2 separate regions of the Anas platyrhynchos genome follow, and region 2 is linked to region 1. The links are chromatin contacts, called in public Hi-C maps. All regions are on one chromosome and are shown on one strand. The core of a region is the stretch at or near the end of the contact, and the rest is flanking DNA. Distances in the headings are between cores, read along the strand shown. Region 1 has its middle 70 kb from the start of GLI2. Region 2 has its middle 33 kb from the start of GLI2.

What was found. A called contact is a pair of places that touch in the nucleus more often than the background predicts.
Region 2: a contact with region 1 is called in a Hi-C map of small yellow follicle, with 5 times the contacts expected there. The contact joins two enhancer-like sites. A contact is called at or near these places in 2 of 8 Hi-C or Micro-C datasets (F5 follicle and small yellow follicle).

What each region holds. Positions count from the first base shown.
Region 1 is chr7:14,131,318-14,136,330 of IASCAAS_PekinDuck_T2T, reverse strand. No RefSeq gene overlaps it. Among named protein-coding and RNA genes, the nearest start is that of GLI2, 70 kb to the left of the region's middle. Within about 2 kb of position 1,715, at least 5 of the 8 cell types and tissues checked have an H3K27ac peak or open chromatin away from gene starts, as enhancers often do. A contact at or near this core is called in small yellow follicle, where this site is marked.
Region 2 is chr7:14,168,337-14,173,096 of IASCAAS_PekinDuck_T2T, reverse strand. No RefSeq gene overlaps it. Among named protein-coding and RNA genes, the nearest start is that of GLI2, 33 kb to the left of the region's middle. Within about 2 kb of position 1,641, at least 2 of the 8 cell types and tissues checked have an H3K27ac peak or open chromatin away from gene starts, as enhancers often do. A contact at or near this core is called in small yellow follicle, where this site is marked.

The DNA of each region.
Region 1 (5,013 bases), core at 466-2,965:
TGTCTCTTATTTAGATACTGAAAGGTCAAGTGTGTTCCTATCAGACCATGTGAAAAATGAATTATGATAGCTTATGTGATAGAGAATGGCTTATTCTCTACTCACTAAAAAAACAAACAAACAAACAAAAAAACCACGAAATTCTCCTCCTTTAACTGGGATTGGGACACATTCAACAAACTGCTACAAGTGGACACGTGTTTCTGATGGGCAGATCCATGTGAGATGGTGTCTAACTAGCTGTACTGGACCCAAAGGCCCAGGATCTGTTGTTTAAGTAGATACTAGTTCTTCCTTTGTCCCATTCATGAAAAAATCACTCTAGAAGAACCCCTGATACCATGATAACACATTCTTTTCTTTGATCAGCATGTTATCTTAAGCTGAAATCATTATTGTTTTTCTCCCCTGGAGTCACTCCAACCAACCACTGCTTTCCTCAGGGGTACTGCCCCACCTGAACACAGTGTGCAGCTATGGCCACATTAATACTAAATGCAATAAAAAGTGTCCTTCGTCTGTTTATGTTTTATAGTGATTAAAGTCAATTTTGTTCTTTTGTTAAAACAAGAACCAGCACATAATTCTCTTGAGACTTCTGCATGTACCCCCAACTCCTGAAGCCTCTGAGTCAGAGAGAGCTCCTTTAACTACAGGCATTCCAAATCTAAAACATAGCTTTACTCCCTATAAAGGAAATTTGCCATATCTGTTAAAATTTTATTCCTGTGTGCATTATAGTTGTTTCCCCATCTACATTTTCCTTTTCATCTATTGACAGTAAATTTCATCTGCCATTTTAGCATGCTGTCACTCACTCTTGTGAGATTCTTCTGCAGCTCTTCATGCCTAAGTTTGGATTTCGTTACCCAGAATAATTTTATATCACCAAATGCTCTCATTATTCAATCTAATATCTAAGTTCATTTATGAATATGTTGAACAGCACAGATACCAGCTGGATACTACTAAGTTCCCTTTATCATGCAAGCTGACCGTTTATTCCCACTTATTTTTTCTTCCATCTTCTATCTAGTTATTAACCCCTAAAAGGCTCTCCTCTCGTTTTGTGATAGCTGTTTCCTTACAAGTAGGAATCATTTGAAAAACTTCCTGGAAACTCAGTATAGCTCCTTATCAGCTCCTTCCCAGAGGTTTTCATTTGCCTGCATTTAATTCCTTTAAAAAATCCTCTAATAAATCCATGAGTTGAAATGCGTACGCCACCTTGGCTTCTCACAATAGATCATATTTATCCATATTTATTCTTTATATTTCCCATAGGTTCTGCCTGATACAGAGGTCAGACTTGCTCCTGTCCCAACATTCAACACTCAAGTTGACATTTGCCTTTCCTTTTCTAGGAGGGGGTGTCCTTTAGTACTACATTACTAACTTGTGTTCCATTTTTGATGTCTAAGTGCAACATTTTTATGGAAAACTGCTGTCTAGCTATGTTCCTCATCCTTTATTTGGGTAGATGCTTGCTACAGCCCTGTCTGAGGTTGTCGGCTACTTTCTCCCTGTTTGAAATATGACAAGACAAGGAGAAAACTTAGCTGAAGAAACTTCTTCCAGAAGGGACCCTTTCACCCACCCAGTCCCTTCCCAGCTCAGTGCTGGTGACACCTGATAATGGAAGTAGGAACACGTCCTTATTTATCAGCCCCCTTACAATTAGTTGGGTCTGCTGCCTTTCTGGTATGTTGTGTAGGAACAGGCTGCACATTTGTGTTGCATAAAGATAGTTTAGGCATATCGATGTTTCTGCATTGATGGGACATGGGAAGGTGATGAGTGCCTGTTTGTGTCTGAGCAGGGTGTGGGTTTTTGCTGGGTGATTATAACACAAAGTATGTTACAGTGAGATAGCTTATTTGAAGAATGCACAGCAATGAAAACCACAAGGGGGAAGAAAAAAAAAAAAGGACTCAGTTCTAATCCTCAGCAGTATGTGAAAGGTTAGGAAAGAAGACAGTCAAAATGTAATTTCAGAGTCTGATTCAAACCCTACTGAAGTCAATGAAAAATCCCCTTTGGCTTCAACTGGTTCTAAACTAGATCATTAATAACTGTCACTCTGAGGTTGCACTTAAACATCAATGTGCTTTAAATTTAAGAAAACTATGGACAAGTGAGGCAGCATATGAATTGTAGAAATTGATTAATGTGAAAAAATCAAAATTTGTTGGGTCCAATCCTGCTTCCTTTGGCATCTCTGAGAGTTTTGCCATTGATTTTAGCTGTTGAAAAATGTCCCCACTTTCTAGAGGGAGATTTCCATGTGAATCTCCAACAAGGAAATGTTCATTCATGAGCCTCACGATCTAATCCATGGCAGCTTTAGCAGAACACAAGGACATCCCTGGAGAGCAGGATGAAGTCAGATCAGAGCTGTAAGATGAACAAGGCCACTTAAAGCCTTGCTTAAGTCAACATAAGGATATTAAAGTTGAGATTTCACCACTGCCTTTCCATTGCAGTGGGAACTTGATGCACAGAGGGTTGAGAGAGAGTTGAAGCAGGGAGACCCGGTGATGCAGGGTTACATCGTAATCCAGCCTGCTAATCACAAAAGCATGGATAAGCATTTCAGCCTATGTTTCTCAGGCAAGCATCTAATCTTGGAGATGCTAGTTGCTTTCTAGTGTGGTGTTTTCTTCTCCCTTTCTTATTTTTCATTTTTTTAATTCTCTTCTCTCTGTTTTTGGTTTTTTTTTTGTTTGTTTGTTTTTGAAACTTTCACACAGCCTAAGGTGAGAGGAAATAGAAGTAAACCCCCCAGCTGCAGATAAACCACAGCACTCTGAATAATGATTGCAAAGGCTCATCAGTTTTCAGGGCATGACCAGACTATCACCGAGAGTTAGAATGGCATTTTTCATCTGCCTCTTCTCTCCATCCCTCCCAGGGCTGTCACTGCAGAAGCACAGGTTGGCAGGTAAGCAGGAATAGTGCTTCTGATTCTCGGACAAGACACAAGATAAAATGGACCAGTCAGTATCCTTGTGCCAAGACCAAAGGAAAGACAGAAAAGAATCCTGAGAAAAGGATTAAGCAGGAATCTCCAAACCCTTTCTCTTATTCACTTGTTCCTAGAAACAAAAAGAAGCCAACTGATCTTGCAATTGCCTTTCCCAGATGGGAGATAGGGACTTTCCAAACTCTTCATCTGTCATCAGCCAGGGATGGAAAATCCTTGTCATCATCCCAAGGAAAAGAAAAGGGTAAACATTAGTCAGGGAGATGCTCTGAACCTTGTTTGTTAAATATTTAAAATGCAAATAATTATAGGCCAGGCCCTGCTATATGTTAGCTGCTGTCCCATTATAAAGTTACTATAAGGTAGTATTTTAATGGCTCTGTTTACAGTTGAACTGTAACCAGGATACATAAACTCCCAGAGTCAGGGTCAGCATATTTATTTAATAAACTTTGGTGCTACGTATCTTTTATTCCTGAAGGACAGCAGCGAAGAAAACTGGCAAGGGTTGTGAGTGCACTGAATGCTATATGAAAAACTGTAAGGTTGTTTAAACAGATGATTACAAAAACGTTTATCTGTTATTTTCACAAACTGCAGTGATCAAGCAATCCACATCCCATGAGATGACTGACAACAATTAAAGTTTTTAGGATAGTTGGGGTTCTACAAAATCTTATTAGTACAATGACAAGGATGCTGCTCAAAAGGGTTTTAATATGCTATGGTGAAAGGAGAAATCCACCCATGGGAAAAAATAGGGCCCAGCTTAGCTGGACAAAAGACATTCAAGGGACAGGAGAAGCAGAGATTTCAGAACTCTCTCAGACAAGATTAAATAAAGTAAATTTCAAGAAATGTTCATGTATCTGAACATAACATCAGGTCCTTCCTGAGGGCCGGGGGGTGCTAGGGGCCTCGATATGGAGTAAGCATCAGGGCCACAAAACTTACACAGCCTGGTACCTCCCTGGAGCAGCAATGGGAGGCAGAAAGGAGAGACTCAGACGGCTGCTGGATAAAAATCCAGGCACACTCCTGAATCCACATCATATATGTATGATGTGCTCACAGAAAAGAAATCTACCTTGCTCATGCATAACTGGAGCCAATGGGAAAACAGAAATCTCAGTAGACATCTCATCTGTAATGTTCTATTGGCCTTGCAGGGGGAATTAAATAGCTATGAAATAGGACAGCAGATTGAATATAACTTTCCATTACCGAACACATATGAGTACATTCTGTCAAAATCATGGAGAAGAAAAGGAGGTTGCCTCATGTTTGAAGCTTCGCTTATTCTCCAGAAAATTGAACGACAGAGAGGGAAAAAGGAAGAAAAAAGCCCCACAAACTGAATATGCCCTTTTCACCCCAATATGATTTCTCCTGAGGTGAAAGGAAAACAAGGTCTTTGGCGTTTTGGATGTATTGACAAGTTTTTGTCAGATTGCATATACATTTATTAAACCACACTTGGATTCTTCAGTGCACAATTCAGGCAAACAATGCTTTCAAAGTACATGGACCACTGAAATTGTTGTACATGATTCTTTCAGAGAAGCTAAAATGCTTCACTTCATCTAAAAATACACAATGACAGCACAGCAGTCCAAGACACAGTTGTCACAGGTATCAGAAACACCTGCAAAGGGGAGATCTCAAGCACAAAATATGCTAAAACCCATTTCTCAACTTAAATGACTGCAAAAAGACTGTGATATATTGTAATTTATTTTAAGTTCTCTGGCACCATCACATCCGAACACCTCTCAATCCTTCACATACTAACCTTAGAAATTCGCCTGAGGGGAGGCAGTATTCCTATTTCTGTGCTAGTAATGATCAAGAACAAGAAAAAGCCCTGGATGTAGGCAGGCAGCTAGCTTTCTGACTGCTGTCATGACACCTCCCTTCTGGCTGAAGACTTGTGTATTGCTCAAGATCACCTTCGGATCAACTTTTCCTTGTGTGAAACTGCATATGCCAATACGGGAGAACAAAAGGACATGAAGAGAACTCAAAAGAAT
Region 2 (4,760 bases), core at 392-2,891, 37 kb before region 1:
GCCAAAACACATAAAAGAAAGAGGTGTTATTTTTCATAGAGACGAATCTACATCATCAAGCTTGTCCATATAGTGCTGCAACATGTGTCTTTCAAACAAGAATGTTGCAGAAAAATAATACCCTAGTGAGCACCTACCACTTTGGCTCAGCGTGGGCTGTAGCTGTATAGACAGAGTGCTCCCACCAGTTCGGACAACCACGTGGGGCCTGAAGAAAGTTCAGCACCTTCCCCTGAAATACAAACAGCCTCTGAAAATGCAGCACAGTCACATCTGGCTGAAACTTATTAAAAATATAGAAGATAGAATGTCACAAAAAAAAAAAAAAAAAAAAAAAAAAAAGAAAATGGAGAAGACATGATCTCTGCAATAGACAGATCTTATACATAAGGGAATAGGTATTTAACAAAATGGTCGAAATCTCTTCATCAGCTCTTTTTACTGTAAGAAACATGTCAGTGTCAAGGGAACTTGCATTGAGACCAGAAGAGAATTTTTAGTCTGAACAGAGGGAGGAAGATTTAGCCATAGAGTCATTGTACTCTTTTCTGGTCTGGTAAATGATAATCATTTTTAAAAAAAATAAGAATGGAGTAGCTTAACACAGAATTGAAGAGAGACAGATAGTCCAGATTTAGGATGCCCTCCCAGATTTTAGGGATCCCCATTTTAGTTTGTGTTCCACCATATTCCACCTGTGCTCAAGGCTGAAGGATTCAGGTCTGGAACAACCCTTTACAATAGCTATTTTTAATTAATACACTTTGGCTGATCATTTCTGTGGGCAAACGCTGCACAGCACACACTGCGCCCACTGGCCCGTGCAACATCCGCGGCGGCTGCAGGGCCCAGCAGCCTCCACGCAGTCAAGTGGCTCTGCCTCTCCTGGGGTCTGTGTTTTCTCCAAAGGCACGACAGCAACATATTACAAACTGCCAAGTTTTGTTCTCAGAATTAAACTTTGGTTTTTCATCTACCTGCTAGAATGGAGTTCCTGCTTTTGCTAGAGGATGGCATCTGTTTCTCTACCTTCTTTAAATGTTTTGCATTGCATTGTTCACAGTTGGCAACGTATCAGGCCATCTTAAAGAGAAATAAAAAGATGTATTTCTTAAGACAGTGCACTCCCAGGAGGAAGTGCATTAGATCGTACTGCTGAGAAATTCTGGAGTTAAACTTTGCTACCCATCCGACTGCCAGTGCATTCACTAGAGATGGCTTCGGTTTATTTTCACAGAGCCCGGCTGGATTTACAGAGCCAAGAACCAAGGAAAACAGGACAACATCTCCTGTCTGTGCCATGAAAACGGAGGAACTTAGCCATAGGATCCAGGTGCAAAACCCCTGGCAAGGGAAGGTGCCATTTTCACATCCTCTTCCCTGCCTGCTGTCCCAGGCACACTTTGAGGGCTGCACCAGGAGGGGGCAGGAGAAAGCCGTCCTTGCCTCCCCGCAACGGGAACCCTGGCAGCCCGACACAAAACTTCCCCAAGTCCGCTCCTGCGCTGCTGGCACCGTCCTTCCCTCCTCGCATCGAGGGCTTGGTGCCGAGCGGTTCGCGTATGGATTATGTGCAGGCGGGGATCCCGCAAATCCGGGTTTGTAATGCATCCCGCGGGGTCAAGGCCAGGCTGCCTAAAAGCCTTCCGCGCTGGTCCAACTTCGCCTCCTCCCCTGCTGCTAGGAGTTGTGACATTGAGATAAATGAGTTTGGGCTCATTTTCCCTTGCAGCCCTTTGACGTAAAAAGGCTGTTGCAGCCCCTGCACTCAAGCGGCTTCTCAGAAGATCCTTACCTTGCTAGGTGCAATCATCAGCAACAACAATTGTACAGTGGATGCGATTGAATGTGGTCTTGTATAGCTCAAGGCAGGGTAGATAAGTACTGATAAAGCACCTAGTGGTTATCAGAGCAGCCCTGCTGCACCCATGAGTTGCTTGCACATCATAGCTGGGCAGATCACAAAAAAACGCACGGTGCCCACTGCGTTTCGGTAAATCTCCATCTTCAGAGAATACAATTTCAGACACCTACCTTGGCAGGGAGAAAGTGTGAACTAAGAGTGATGGGGAAGACTCATGCATTTCAAAACTTCCAGCTTCTGGGAGGGTCAGGAAAAAAGTAAAAAAACAACAACAACAACAAAAAGAGAAACAGTCTTCTCTTGTGGTATTTTGGCATTTCTGCTTTCAATCATAGCCAGCAACCAGAAATGTGAAGCCTTATGAGAATTAAATATGTAAGGAAAAATATATCAACCAACCTTTGCTGAACAACAAAGACGACTTGGCTCATGTTGGTTTCCAACAATGGGTGAAGGTTCAAGTCACTTACTTCAAAAATACATTACTCATGAATGAGCTTTATTAAGAAACCTTGTGCTCCTATAACTCTTTCCATGTGAGGTTTTCAAGTACTTTATGGAATTAAGCAAAACAACCCTGGGAGGTAGATTAGTTCTAACATCCCCACATTACAGATGGGAAAACTGAACACTAAGCACATCTGTAGGAGAGCCAGAAATAATATTACCTAACTCTCGCGTACTGCTTTTCAGCAGTAGATCTCACATCTTTACAATGGAGGAACCATTATCCTTATTTTATAAAGAGGCAAAGCAACTTGCTTAGGCTGGCCAATAGCCGAGTGAGAGGAGCCAGTTCTTCCCAGGCCCGGTAGTCCCAAGGCATGATTTTACTAACTAAATGACCAAACCACACTCTCTTTCTTTAATATTAAATAATTATGCAAACACAAGCACACACAAAAATTAAATACAAAGGAAATACATCGTGTTGATTCTGAGAAGATAAAGAACTGTTTTCTAATTCCGAGGAATTTCTTGTTTAACTATATCTCATATCCCACTGATGCATTACATCTTTGTCTTGCCAGTGAACATGAGAAAATCAGCAAAGGTCAATTCTTTTCACATTAATCATGTGGTATTACCTGACCACAGACAGCATCAGCAGAAAAATGTAACATCAAAGAAGTCTGTTCTGTGATCCTTTTGATGTTGCAAACCCGAACACAGAGAAGATAGTTTGAATTTTCACAGAAGTAATGAGAAATGTACACAGAACGGGTCATGTTGTTGCCATTTTTAAATAAAAATAAAAGTCCAGCAACACTCTTCCCCCAGATAAAACATCCATTTCCCTTTGATAACCTTTTCCCTTCTTACAGGAAAAACAAATAAACAAGCAAAAAACTATTGATCTCTTTTACTGTAAAACTCTCTTACAATGCACCCAATTGCCTTTTAAGCAAGATTTCATCCCAGGGCAGGCCCCACAAAGAGCAAGGCACTCGATAGACAAATCAGGAAGATGATCTGGTCCCAAAGAGTTCTCCATCTAGACACTGTTCCACCCCAATATATCCCCTTTGCTTCCTCTGTGCAATCCCATTACTTCGAGCCCAGAACTAGCAGTCTGAGATCAGGCAGCATGGAGGCTTTTGAACTAGCAAGTAAAACAAGGAGAATTCAAAATCTCTTCTGGGAAGAGAAATTATGGCCAAAAAAACTCATAAAGGCAAGCTGGAGTTGTTGCTTTCAAGGCTATTGCTGAGCTAGTAGAAGTATGTGACAGGTTAGAGGATGCTACTCCAGCCCAGCTGTAATTCTGTTCATGGTGCCTGCATAAAAAATGTATTTAGAGCAGCTATGATAGTATATTGGAATAATATAAATAATGAAGATTAAAATTATTCCACATAAATTTTAAATACGGACATATAAAGAGACTTCTTGAGTCCCCACAGTCAGCTGAACTTAAGTCAATCATTAAAATGGTTGCAGCAGAGTTTAGTGTGGACGGAGCTTCCTTCTCTAATTCAGTCAATCAAATATCCTTCCCAAAGGCTATGCCAAGTTAGAGCTGATATCACACTAGAGGGAAGGATGCAGAGTCATTTGCACATGACTTTAATTGAAATTCAAAGGGCAGCAGAAGCAGAACCCAACTTTTATTTTATGCATTTATGCATTTTTTAAGATTAGCTGTTAGCACAGGCAGGCAACAGAGTCAAGTTCTTTTGCTCGTCGCTGTGCCCCAGCTCTCCCGTGTAGATGTGATGAGTCACTTCTCGCTTGTGACACGTCCTCGCCACCTGCAAAACAGTCACACTTCTTGGGGCCCAGTGGCTGGGCTGGGGGACGAAGGGGGGGTGTTGTGTTTTTTTCCATTTGCAGAGTCCTTTGAGATCACTGGAAGGAAATTCTGTAAACCCGTGTTGCTATTCTTCTGAACTTCAGATAAGAGATCAAATTTGAGTGATGTAGACACTGTTACTGTTGTTGTCTACAGAAACTGACCTTTTACTGAGCTGAAAACAGGCAGACACTGCAGAAACTAAGGAGGATGACACAGTGGATGTCCTCCACTCTGTTGTGAAGTCTGATAAGCCCAGAGGACTCAGTGTGTGCCTGACTGCGTGGGCAGACAGAAAAGAATTATTCCTGTTTCACTTAATTTGAGCAAAAATGTCATTTCTGAGCAGCTAAGAGAAATGCTGTACCAACAATATTTGACTTATTTAACCAATCCTCAACTTTAACAAACTTCTTTCTTAATGACAGCACCAGCCATCCACTCAAAGACCAGAGAAAATTATTTTCTCTCTCCCTATCCCTCCCCCCCCCCCCCCCAACCCCTTTTTTCCCTTGGTCAAACTGCTATTGCTTTTCCTTAAGTACAGATGTGGAAATGGAAACAGAGGTACTTCAGGATCTTTCTCTGATTTGGGAACAGTGC